2 separate regions of the Mus musculus genome follow, and region 2 is linked to region 1. The links are chromatin contacts, called in public HiChIP or PLAC-seq maps. All regions are on one chromosome and are shown on one strand. Each heading gives the region's core, a stretch centred on a gene start, on an enhancer-like site or on the middle of the called end of the contact. The rest is flanking DNA. Distances are from core to core; before and after follow the strand shown.

Region 1 (6,261 bases), core at 647-3,146:
CAGAGCCCTTGCCATTCCATCACATCTTAAATCTGCATCATTGCTCATGATAGTGTGATAGTGTTGTGAATTTTTTTTTACAAAGGCAAAGCAAGCAAACCTTTGGTGGGAGATGTTTTAAAAGCACTTGCTATAATAACCTTGGGCAAATAAGTCACTTTCCTTTGTGAGAAAGCCAAAGCACTGAAGAAAAAAAAAAAAGCAACCCTTTCAACTGTAACAGCCCCTCTTGCTAATGGATCCTTGGGAAAAGAAAACCCAAAGGGTAAGAATGAATGAGAGGATGGAGACGTAGGCTCTGGAGCCAAGAGCCATTCTTAAGAGAAACAGGTGGTGGAGAAGAAGAAACCAAGAGAACTCATAAGCTTGCCAGCTAAAGTAACAGCTGCAAATCCCAGCTTTGCTTTACCATAAGCATGGCTTTCAATCCTCCCTAGGTCATGATCAGAAACCACACTCTCAGGCAATAAAACTACTAATATAAAAACTAGTATAGAGAGAAAAAAAAAATCAGTGCCGTTGCAGTTGGTCCATTCTAACCTCCATGATTTTCCAAGTACACTTGTTAATGCCAAAACCAAAAAGAACTCTAAGCAATTCCATCTGAAGACACCGTCATTCTAAGGATCTAAAAAGAAACAAACTGGAAAAAGTGAAAAAGTGCAATTCAAACCTCTTCAACTCAGAGACTAGAAGACAGAGAAGAGATCTTTTAAAGGTTAAGTTCCTTTTAAGTGTGTGCAAAGGGTGTTTGTAACCTCCTAACAATGCAGACATTATCAACAGAGTCTATGCTCTTTAAAACTGTTCAACAGCTTTTATATACAGCATTAACTCTGAGCACCAGAAAGAGATTCTGTTGTGCTAAACCAAGCTCTGACCAAAATCTCACACTTTCTCCCCGGAATCAGTCTCTAAACCAATGAGAAGCTCCTTAAAAAGCATATGCAATGGTCGGAGAAAATTAAAACAACATCCTGTCAGAACCACCACAACCGAGACACCACTACCGACTTTAAATCCAAAGCCTGGGACCTAGCGAAGAAGGCACCCTCCAGAGCCGTCCCCGCTCCTGGGTGCGAGATTCGAGCCCTGCTACTAGGCCTTGACTGGGCGAGCGAGCACCTGATGTGGGGGGTAGGGCGAGCCAAAGCGGCCCCAGGGCGAGAACTGCAAGAGCTCCGGAGGATCGAGAGGAGCGCTGCCTTCTAGGGGCGGGAATCTAGGACACCCCCGGGGGTGGGCACGAAGAACACGTGGGGCGACAGGGTCAGGGAAGCGGCGTCTCGGGTAGACAGCCGCGATCTCGCCCAGCGGACCCGGAGAGGAGGACTCGGGTGCGGTGCAGGAAGCAAGCCCTCGGGGCCGGGAGAGTGGAGGCAAAGGGCAAGGGAGCCGGGGCCAGGCCACGAGGAGGGCGGGTCTCCCTGGGAGCAGGGGCACGCGCCGGGCGGACGCGAATGGGCCCCCGAGTCCCGAGCAGTCCGCGGCCTGGTCCCCGGGGTGCGGGGAAGCGGGAGCGACCGCACCCGGAGGGCCCTGTGACCCGTAGCCGCCCGAACCTGACCCGCCCCGCGGCGCCTCCCTCCAGCCTCCCTCTCTTTCCCTCCCTTCATCCCGCGGCCCGTTATCCTGCGGCCGCCGCACTCACCAGCGGCTGCACCTGAGCCCGCCGCTGCCTCAGCTGCTGCCTTGCTCCTCCGCAGCCGCCGCTGCCTCGCTGCTGAGGCCGAATCCCGGGGGAGCCTCCGCGTCCCGCCGCCGCCGCCGCCTCTGCCGCTGCCGCTGCCGCCAGAGCAGAACACCCCAAAATGGCGGCACTTCCGGCACCTACCACCGGCGGGGAGGGCCGCCGCGGAGGGGGCGGGCGGCGAAGGGGAACGTACCACCGCGGCGCCGCCCGCCAGCGCCGAGCCGAGCCGAGCGCCGCGCAGGGGCGGGCGGAGGGCCGGCGCTGCAGCGCCCCCTCCGGCCGGGGAGTGAAGGAGCAGTCGCTCTGAAACCCTGGGGGCCGCGGGCGGAGCCCTCAGCCCTGGGAGCTGTAGGGGTGCATCTCTTTGTCTCAGAGCTGCACTGGAGGGAAGACCCCGGCCTGGGAATCTGAAGTTCTTGCCTCTGCGCACCGCACTAGCTGCACCTCTGGCGGGCAAGCAACGCAGCTTGGCAATGAAAAATACACATAATAAATATCGAATGAATGAATGAATGAATGAATGAATGAATGAATGAATGAATGAATGATGGGTGCTTGGCTAACACTGGACGCAGGGCACACCCTTTCTTTTTGCACATCAGCATACAGACAACTGTATCCAGGCCTTCCTTCTGATGGAATGTGTGTTGCAAGCTTTCAGAGTTAGGGAAGTGCCTGTACAGAGATGTTCAACTGCATGCATGCGCAATCTGGCAAAAATCCCTGCGGCACCAGAAAGCTCTTAAGTATTCTATTAAGAGACTACCCAGTCCAAACCTACTCTTCTTGGGAAAAAAAATAACAATTAAAACACTTTTTACGAATCCAGCACCCCCTTTTAGGATTCGGTATTCCTAACCTGCATCTAGCTGGATTCACGCATTAAGTGTGTTGTTTATTACACAAAGTCAGTGAAATGTGAGACAATGAAATGCAGATTGAGAAAACTTAGTTCTGGGAGGTCAGGGCTCCATCAATTTACAAATTACTCATGAGTTGGCAATTATTTCTCTTTATCACTTAGCTTCCTAAAGCAAAATATATATCCACAAATGCCGGTTATACCCTACCCTACCCTACCACACTCACTAAGGCAGCCCCCACCCCTGCCCCAAGCAGCAGCCAAGAGTTTTCCCCTGTGCTAGAGGCACAAACAATCATGTAGATCAAAACAATTAGCCCCTAGGTTGTTCATTATCAAATTACCTAAATTGTACTGTAAAGCTTTGGTTGTTTTTTGTTTTTTTTTTTTTTTGTTTGTTTTGTTTTTTTGAGAGTTTCTCTGTGTAGCTCTGGCTGTCTTAGAACTCCCTCTTGTTACTGAGACTGACCTCAAACTCACTTGGTGATCCGCCTGCCTCTGCCTCCCCTAAATGCTGGGATTAAAGGCGTGTATCGCCACACCCGGCCTGTTCGTTCCAATTTTCAAATTGGTTTTCTACCTTCTTGTTGTTGATTGATGGGAATGGAGTTAGAGATGTAACTTGAATTAGTTGCATATAGATGGATACGTTAGGAAAAATTAGAGTGGTTATGAAAGATGGAACACTGGTATTTTTAACTAGTTCTTGAATAAGACTCTTGGCAAAAAAAATAACTGTTAGGAGAAAAAATTAGTCCTGCTGGTAATGGAAGATTTCTAAGAGTCGTTAGGGTTACTGCAGAGAATTTATTTCATTGGAGGGATAATGATGAAAATAATGTTTGCGTTGTTAGGGTCTGAGAATTTGGGAATAATCCACTATGAAAACCAAGTTTTGAGCCAGCAAAATGTTTCTTTATTCAACTTTATTCAAAGGCTGATATATCAGGGAGACGGCGGGGTTCAGGATCCAAAACTATGTCAGTCAGGGGCAGAACAGAACAACTTTTTGCTCCTGTACTTTTTTCTTTTCTTTTTAAAAGATTATATATATTCTAGCTGTCTTCAGATACACCAGAAGAGGGCATCCCATTACAGTGGTTGCTGGGAATTGAACTCAGGACCTCTGGATCTCTGGAAGAGCAGTCAGTGCTCTTAACTGCTGAGCCATCTCTTCAGCCCCAGAACAACTTTTAAAGACAAAACTCCACAGACTACGTGGGGTAGGGGGCATCCAACCAGATTCACGAATACATTGGGTTTTTCACACCTGGTATTTTAGGTGGCTTCCTGCATAATAAGTGTCTCGGGTGGTTTACTTGATAGCTTGGCCTGGATTGAGGCCAGCCAGTGATGTTTGGAGCAGGATACAGTGGCTTGGATTTATCCAGAACATTTGAGCTGTTCCTGGGAATTTAGCTTAGTATGAAATGGAGACTATATACAAGATGGAATCTCTGTAGCTATGGCCCCCAACATTTCTTCCTCTTCCTTGTAACGCATGAAACCTTTGATGTCATAACTCTTGGTCAGTATATAAGGGGTTACATTGGGTCTTTGGAACCATGAGCTTAACAACATTTATCCTAACTCGCACAAAGTGAGAAATGAAATTTTATAGGCAAAGGGTGTGTTGGGGTCTGGGAATCACTGCACAAATCACTTAGACACCAATCTCAGTCAACTTGGGATAGTTTATATCACAGCCCAGGACTGATCAACAAGGGACACAATTCAGGCTCAAGAGCTGAACCATGACTCCAAGTTCCTACAAGGCTCTTAAGCCTGAGATATACAAACATCTGCGCCAAGTTATTCCACCAATCAAGACTTAGGGATAGGGGTTTCTGTAGGAACATGGCTTTGTTACTCTTATGCTGTTCCCATTGGTTGGAATATTCAGCTGTGACAGGGGACCTGCCTTGTTTAATATTCATGTCTTAACTTGTCTACCAGGCTAGGACTTGTCTAACATTCATGTCTTAACTTGCCGTTCCCACGTACATGTCTCTTTCTGGAAACTAGGATGTCAGTTCCTAGGGAGGCCTTGGGAACTTAAACTTAACTCAACCCCTACTCAAAATGGAAGTCTTATTCCAAATGGTTTCTTATATTAGTGCAGGTGTCTCTCTTATGTTGGTGTCCATGCCAGTGGCAGCTTATAAGCGCAAATACCATAAAAGTTCATACACAGGGGCAAGAAGTGCTGCTGGGTGGTTGTTTGGATCCAAGCTTACTGTGGGTAACTAGACAAAGCAGTTGTGACTTCCATCATGATCGGTTTCTAAGGGCACAGAACATAACAGACTATGTAATCAACTTGGACATGAGAAAGTTTCCTAGTAACAGCAGAAACTTATGAGAAAGTTTCCTTATGATGGCAGGCTAGCCAGGTAACATTTACCTAGGCCTTAACAGGGTTCATAGCATTATCAACAGAATAACTATTAGAAGGCCTCTCAGCCCGGTTACTAAAGACCCAGGGTGACCAGTTGAAGAGGGACTCTAATCACCCTTGTTTAGCCAATCTAGCTCTCTCTTTCAACCTGTCTTACCAAGCTTAGGTTCTCCTTAACTATTCCAGTATGATTGGCATAGATACAACATTGCTCCCCTAGAGCTACACCAGGGCCTCCTTGTTACCTAAAGAGTAGGTCAAAGCACCTCCTGATTTGTAAGACCACTTATACCAGTGAATCTAAGGAGGAGGTCAGGTGGTTGAGAGATTTTTTTTTTCCCAAGGTGGCTAAGTCCCTGTCGATCTGATTCCCCAGGGTCTTGCAGTTTTGGTCACCTGTGATAAGGGAAACGGTCCCAATTCTAGGACTGCCAGCTATCCCAAGATCCAGGAGCATGGGAATCAGGATGAAGATTGCCTGAGATCTCCAGTGGTGGGAATGAAGGCTGAGAGGCTCTCAGTCACCCTCACCTGAAGATTAGTAAACCTGGGAAGGAGGTCCCCCAGAAGACAGATGCTAAATGATTCAGAAAAAGTGTTCAGGTTGGGGCCAGAGGAGCAGGCAGACTAGGACCCTCAGGGTGGGACCAATAAATAAAAAGAGTTCCATGTTCCCTGCCCCAACAACTCATGGGTTTTGTTACAATATTGTAGATACTAGAGTAAAAACAGAGTCCCTGTCCCTAGGTATTTCTGAGAGTAATTCGTGCCTCTTTTGAATAATCATGAAGGATAGACTTTTGATATCTCTGGCCCCTGTCCCAGAGTTTGCCAGGTCAACTCTGGCATAATGGCAAGGGGGTCTAGGGTCCAGACATAACCAGCAGTCCTTTGTCAAGTTAAAAGAAGATGAGTTCAGGAGTCCAAAAATATACCTCAAAGACAAGGATGAGCCAAGTATATCCTGATCTGGTGGATGGGGATTGTGATGGTTTGTATATTCTTGGACCAGGGAGTGGCATCATTTGGAGGTGTGGCCTTGTTGGAATAGGTGTGACCTGGTTGGAGTAGGTGTGTCACTGTGAGTGTGGGCTTAAGACTCTCACCCTAGGTGCCTGGAAATCAGTCTTTTACTCTCAGCCTTCAGATAAAGATGTAGAACTCTCAACTCTGCCTGCACCATGCCTGCCTGGATACTGCCATGCTCCTACCTTCATGATGCTGGTCTGAATCTCTGAACCTGTAAGCCAGCCCCATTTAAATGTTGTCCTTTATAAGACTTGTCTTGGTCACAGTGTCTGTTCACAG
Region 2 (6,455 bases), core at 342-2,841, 50 kb before region 1:
TACTAAACAAGTGAAAACACTACACTCAACAAATTATTTAGCAAATATAAAAATTCTGTGTTACTTGGTATGGTGGCTAAGCATACCTTCAATTCCAGCACTATCAAAGCAGGAGGCAGACCTCTGTGAGTTCCAGGCCAGTATCTACCTTATGAGATACTGTCTCAAAACAAAACAAAACCAAAAACAAAACAGAAGATGTGGCTAATGACATGGCTTGATTTGGAAAAGGGGCATAGGCCAAGGATTTGAGATGAACTAGGAGAAATGATACATGGCATATAGGACTGAACACCTAAGAGCCATGAAGGACAGAGAAAAGAATAGCGAACTTTAGAAAGAAAGAAAATGCACATGGGAGTTAGAGAACAGAAATTAATAGACCAGCCAGGCGTGGTGGCGCATGCCTTTAGTCCCAGCACTCGGGAGGCAGAGACAGGCGGATTTCTGAGTTCGAAGCCAGCTTGGTCTACAAAGTGAGTTCCAGGACAGCCAGGACTACAGAGAAACCCTGTCTGGGGGGGGGGGAGAGTTAATAGACCAGAAGGAAGTGAAATGATTAGGAACCAAGATAGATAAAGAGGTAACTTTGACAGACTCAGAAGATGAATTTTCTGTGATACACAAAGAGCTTGGTGTTTATTTCAATCTAAGAAATCCTTTGTCTTCCCTTCCTTTTGCTTTTAAGACAGAGTTACACATATATAGGCAGGCCTTGGACTCCCTATGTTGCTGAGAATTATTCTGAACTCCCATTTCTCTCTCTAGTCTTTAGCTTCCAACTGCTAGGATTACAGATATGTACGACCATTCTCTGCTATCCTAAGTCTTAATTAAGAATTAAGAAAATGATCAGACTTTTCTTTTAAAAAAAAGTCCTTGGCAAGCCAGCTGAAACTGTGCACAACTGTAACCCCAGGACCTGGCAAGTCAAGGTGAGTGCATCATGAGCTTAAGACCAACCTGGGCTTAAGCTGACAGTCTCAAAAATAGAAACAAAATGAGCCAGGCACGGCAGTGCAAGCCTTTAATGACAGCACTCCTGAGGCAGAGGCAGGCAGGCAGGCAGGTAGGTACATATGAGTTCAAGGCTAGCCGTGTCTACATAGTGAATTTCAGGACAACCTGGGCTACAAAGTGGGCCTTGCACACCCCACTTCCAAATGTGTGCACGCATACATATATCAAAAGAAAAATCCTGGGAATAATTTAGAAGAAATAAATTAGGGTGGAGAGAGACTATGGAAACCAGGGGGAATCTCTATAAAGGTGCTGCCATTCTCACCTTTACATCATGATTCAGTAGGACGAGGAGCTTTAGGAACTCTGGGTGAGGGAAAAAAATGGAGTCATGGATTCTAATGTACACAATTTGGGAAATTGTTTTTCTGTAAGGAAGACATCAAACAAAGATATCTAATAGACAGGTTTAGAATCAAGTTAGGGGACTGAGGGCAGTTAAAGAATGTAGAGAGTCCTGAGAAACATAGAAGCTAAGAAAAGAGATTAATCAGTGAGAGAGCCAGAGGCTCAGGGCTCTTTGAACTCCGTTTCTTGAAGTGTAAGCAAATGAAAAGAGCTACCGGGAGATTTCACCATGACCAAAGGGAAGAAGCAGAGAGACATGAGCAGAACAGGAAACAGGGTATCTGGCCTCCCTGAGGCTTTTGGGACTCTTTCATCACTTCTGTGTTGCTAAAAAAAATTTTGTTTTTGAAAAATGATATACTGATCAATCACATTCCTAGACAAAATAATTTTAGTCACACACCCTTCTTTATAAGTTCCATTCTATCATATGTACCATTCATATGGGAGTGGGATCTAGTGACATGAAGTATATGCTACTCACTGATACCTGATCTAACCACCCCCTCCAAAAAAGAGTGTTGTGTTCAAGATTGACATCATTTGTCTTCAGCAAGCAAGTCCTGACCTCTCTCAACTGAGCTCCTCGTCTGTAGAATAGGGGCAAAAACCAAAGCAGTTAGCCTTATAAAGCTTTGCTGAAGACAGACCACAAAAACAGATGCAAATAATTTTGGATATTAGACATGACAACCTCTGGCTAATTCAAAATACCCACAGTAAATCCATTTATTTCAAACTTCAATGTACATTTAAAAACTACACATTATACTTAAAATACAGTCTTGAACCTTACTTTAACATAAAAATTAACCCGGATTTTAAAATTCCCAGTGATGTCCATGCAATGGTTCTGTCACAGATGTCATAGATAGAATCGTGGGTTAGTTTAACATCTTAGACAACTAAAGGAACTGGGCTGAGGTTGGTAGCTCAATAGGTAGAGTGCTTGGAAACCCCAAGTTTGAATCCCAGCATAAATTTTATATAAGCTGGAAGTAGAAGCAAATGACAGTCACATCGATTTAAGAGGCCAGCCTGGGATACATGAGACCCTTTATGTAGAAAGTAGAGAAGGAAAAAAAGGGGAGGGAGGAGAGGCCGTCTGGCTGGAGTGACCTCAGAACGTTTGTCTGCTCAGTGAGCTGATTTCTAGCACAAAAAGAAAAGGCCAAAGGAGGGAGGAGGAACACACTAGGAGGCTCAACAAAGGCAACAGCTACACAGAAGGAAACTGCTTAGAACACAAAGACAATCTGAGCCACAAACTCCAATCTTAGCCATCATATATTCTGAGATACAGGCACACTTCGTGTGCTAAATCTTGATAACACTGTAAATCATCCTTTTAACTATTGCTAAAAATATTTGGTAGCAAAGAACTGTCATTTTTAAAAAGCAAATTTAAATTACTATCTGGAGGACTACAGAGAAGGCATACAAACCATTTTAACAGAGTAATGTGGCTAACTTCAAAGCTCTCAAAACTATCTCACAAAACATTTGCTATTACTCACACCTGTCCTGTGTGATTTGAACAGAGAGGCCAAACTTTAAAGATTCCCACCTAGGGAACGTTCTCCCACTTAACACTCTTGGTTTTCAATAAAGGTGCATTTACTTGATGTTTCAGGGTATTTTGAACTTAGTAAAGTGGATAAAACCAAGGACACTGATTAAAATAACAAATAATACACAACTGAGGTCTGATGTAGAAGTGGAGGCTGTAAATGGGATCCTTCTCTACCAAGTCCAGAACTCAGGTTCCCTATAGCCCCAACTCAGGGTCAGGTTAACATTTTGCCTAGCTAGCATTCCTGCAACCACAATTTATTTGAGCAAACTGCCTATCAAAAATGATATAATTTTGTTTTACTGATTGTTTTTTTAATGATGAGGATATGCTAATATTATTGAAATTACATGCTGAATTGTATTTCAATTAGCAAGAAGATAGAAGAAAATGAAAGTTCAGAATTATCTTCATAATATACTGTATGAATGCAAAATACACTACATGTAATACTAAGTAATATTCATAACTACCAGTGTTCTCTGTGACAAGAGCTTAAGAATATATAATAGTTAAAAACTAGTGTAGTGGGGTATAGTTACACTTGTATACAAACATAGCACCTCAGCAGATGTGACAGAGGATCATGAGGCCAGTCGAGCTATATAGGGAAACTATCTCAAAAAATAGCAATCAGGTCTGAGGATGACAGTGTTTTCCTAATATACACAAAAGCCCTGGGTTCTATGTCTGGCAAACTGAGCTTTGTGGCTCATGCCTGCAATCCCAGCACCCAAGAAGTAGAAGCAGAAGGATCAGGAGTTCAAGGTCATCTTCGGCTATAGAGGGAGTTCCAGACCAGCCTGGGTTACACAAGACCCTGTCTCAAAAAAAATAAAAAGTAAGTAAATAAAAACAAAAACAATAACAAAATATTTAATTCCCAAAGGATTATTTAACTATTGCATACCCACTCAAAGCAGTAAAGCCAGTTTAAAAAACACCTTGGAATCTGTCGTATGGCTAAACACTACAGTTTTAAGAGATGGGAGCCAGTACACTTGAACTAATGTTGCTAGTCATATATCAAGTGTACCCTCATGCAAAGAACTTAGTTTCATCCTGGAAGCAATTAGCAGTTATAAGAATTAGACTAAGTAATTAAAATCAAATGTAGACTTTCTAAAGAAGTTTCTTTTAAGGGACCGGTTTCACCAAATAATAATAACAGCCCAGTTCCCTCTGCTTATGATAAAAATAGGACAACAAAAATACTTACACAGGACTGGAATTCAAAGAGCAATGATCCACCATCATTTCTGGAAGGAAATCCAACTTAAACGCAGCCATCACCTCACTCTCCCCTTCAGAAGCCAATGATAATAACTTGCTGCACTTGTCTGATCCACAAATATACACAGCTTTAGCTTCCTGGGCCCCACAAAAAACACAAAGTGGAAACGGAGCTCAGGGAAACCAGCAGTAAGTGCCACAGAAAGAGGCAGGTCTGGGGAAGGGGCTGGGAAAGGGAGTATTGGACTGAAATGGGGATGCGACCATGTGAAGGGAGGCTCAGCTCAGCACACAATGAAAGTGCTGATGCACCAGGCTTGTTTTGTGTGATTTTCCCTGGCGAAGCAGTACTAAGTGCACTGTCAGATAAATAGTGTGTCAGATTCATGAAGATAGTGTAGCCAACAAAGCAGAAGAAACACAAACTTGTTTCACATCATCCAAAGTCCTCCCTATAAATCAGATTTAAGGCCCCACAGATCTAAAATTACCTGAAGGAAAAAGCAAATAGGCAAAACAAAACAACAGCAACAACAACAACAAAAAGTAACCAAGAAGCCTACCTCACCTCATGTGGTGAAAACACTTTTAAAGAGCTAATTGTTGGCCTTGGGTTTAAACTTAGTCTCCATGTGTTTGAAGACTGCAATAAACAGGGTTCAAATTAATCCCATAACAGTCACAAAAGAAGGAACAATTTGCTATTACTCACACCTGTCCTGTGTGATTTGAACAGAAAGAAGTAAGACCAAGAGAAGCAGGCTGTTGGAGAAACTGGCCATCTAAACCCTGCTACTGACCAACTACTTCTGCCACACTGGCCCTGTTCTTTTTAGACGTGCTAAGGATAAAGCAATAAATCAGTCGCTCATCAGACAGGCCTTTTAAAACCCTGGGTTAGTATCACTCACTAGGTGGACACAGGCAAAATATGTTTACTCTTCTGAATCTTTACTAGAAATTAAAAGGAACAGTAATATTATATATTATATTATATAATAATAGTAATATTCTGCACACACACACACCCCTTACCATGTAGCCCTGGCTGTCCTAGAACTTGATCTGTAGACTAGCCTGGCCTCAAAACTCAGAGCTCCACCTGCTTCTGCCTTGAAAGTATTGGGATTAAACATGTGCCCCACTAATCTACTGACCTTTCTAATGAAACAAAAAAACAAAAGCCAGTAGTGATCATTAAAAAAAAAACAAAAAACAAAAAACACAAAAACCAAACCACCTGTCTATTAGGGTGTCTATTAGGGACACAAATTCAAACCATAGGGAAGGAAAGCTTAATGCAAGCTAACTCTCTATTCCCTCACCTCCTTAAGGCCTAGGGGCTTAAGTCAGTGGCAGACTTACCTAGCATGTATGTATAACAACACGGCTTCAATCCCTAGTGCCAAAGGGTAAAAACACTGTTGCTGAAACCAAGACGGATGAAAGCAAGAATAAAATTCCAGTATGAGCTGTTGAGATGGATATACTTAGCAACCAAGGCAGATGTGTGCTCCCTTCTCAATTTAGATCCATGTCCCCCTAAACAACAAATGGTGGCATTTCAATATTTAGGCAGATTCTAAAACTTAGCTCTGAGGGCCCTCAAATTTCACAGGCTTCCTTTCCATTTTTATCACCGGGGTTGTCTTACTTCAAAGATTTCCCTTCACCCAAGCTCAGTTCACAACATAGGAAACTTTGAAAAATGCTATATTCAGCTTATAAAAGAAGCAAAATGAAATGGGGCTGGTGCTACATGCCTGTCATCCTAGCATTTGGAAGATAAAGGCAGTTCAAGGTAAGCCTCCGCTACATAGCAAATTCAAGGGCAGCTAGGAATAACATGAGACCCTATCTCAAACAATCGAAGGAAAATGCACAAATTCCTAAACCATAGAAGGAAGGATAGCATATTAAGAGGTAGTTCTAATCTGTAACAATGGCTGATGCCTATCTACACCTGACCTAGGAAAGTTGGAGCTAGGTTTTCTCTTCAAAGCTTACACATAACCATTCCAATACTAGATCTTTAACAGAAAATGGTTTTTATACTTTGTCAAAGGTCTCTGAAGATCAACTTTGCAGATGGACGTAGCAAAAGCACGCCCAACTCCACTAAAAGGTGAAGCATAAGTAAGTGTCAGCTGAGAAGAGTTTTCAAATAATACACAGTCCAGTTCACCAACCCTCTAGATTGTAGGTACACCCTAGCTGGGACTGCACAAGTAACTGGAAAGTCTGTTCTCTTACAATCGCTGGACCAGGAGCCCCATCCTAA

The links. HiChIP or PLAC-seq counts read pairs in DNA pulled down with a chosen protein or histone mark.
Region 2: a contact with region 1 is called in an H3K4me3 HiChIP or PLAC-seq map of bone marrow-derived macrophages, with 2.7 times the contacts expected there. The contact joins the enhancer-like site here to the promoter of Celf1 in region 1. A contact is called at or near these places in 13 of 39 promoter capture datasets (the 3T3-L1 cell line, 3T3-L1-derived adipocytes, the C10 cell line and 7 more), 34 of 484 Hi-C or Micro-C datasets (the AML12 cell line, the C2C12 cell line, CD4 T cells and 25 more), 14 of 115 datasets of contacts at active chromatin or transcription factors (the HPC-7 cell line, the NIH/3T3 cell line, the SCID.adh cell line and 8 more) and 4 of 9 other capture datasets (adipose tissue, liver, macrophages and 1 more).

The regions. Positions count from the first base shown.
Region 1 is chr2:90,936,032-90,942,292 of GRCm38.p6, reverse strand. It overlaps Celf1 (CUGBP, Elav-like family member 1), which reads right to left and starts at 1,896. Exons shown (of 14, transcript NM_198683.2): 1 at 1,652-1,896.
Region 2 is chr2:90,985,522-90,991,976 of GRCm38.p6, reverse strand. All of the region lies in intron 1 of Celf1 (CUGBP, Elav-like family member 1), which reads right to left. Among named protein-coding and RNA genes, the nearest start is that of Gm13777, 43 kb to the left of the region's middle. Within about 2 kb of position 1,591, at least 7 of the 459 cell types and tissues checked have an H3K27ac peak or open chromatin away from gene starts, as enhancers often do. A contact at or near this core is called in bone marrow-derived macrophages and rod photoreceptor, where this site is marked.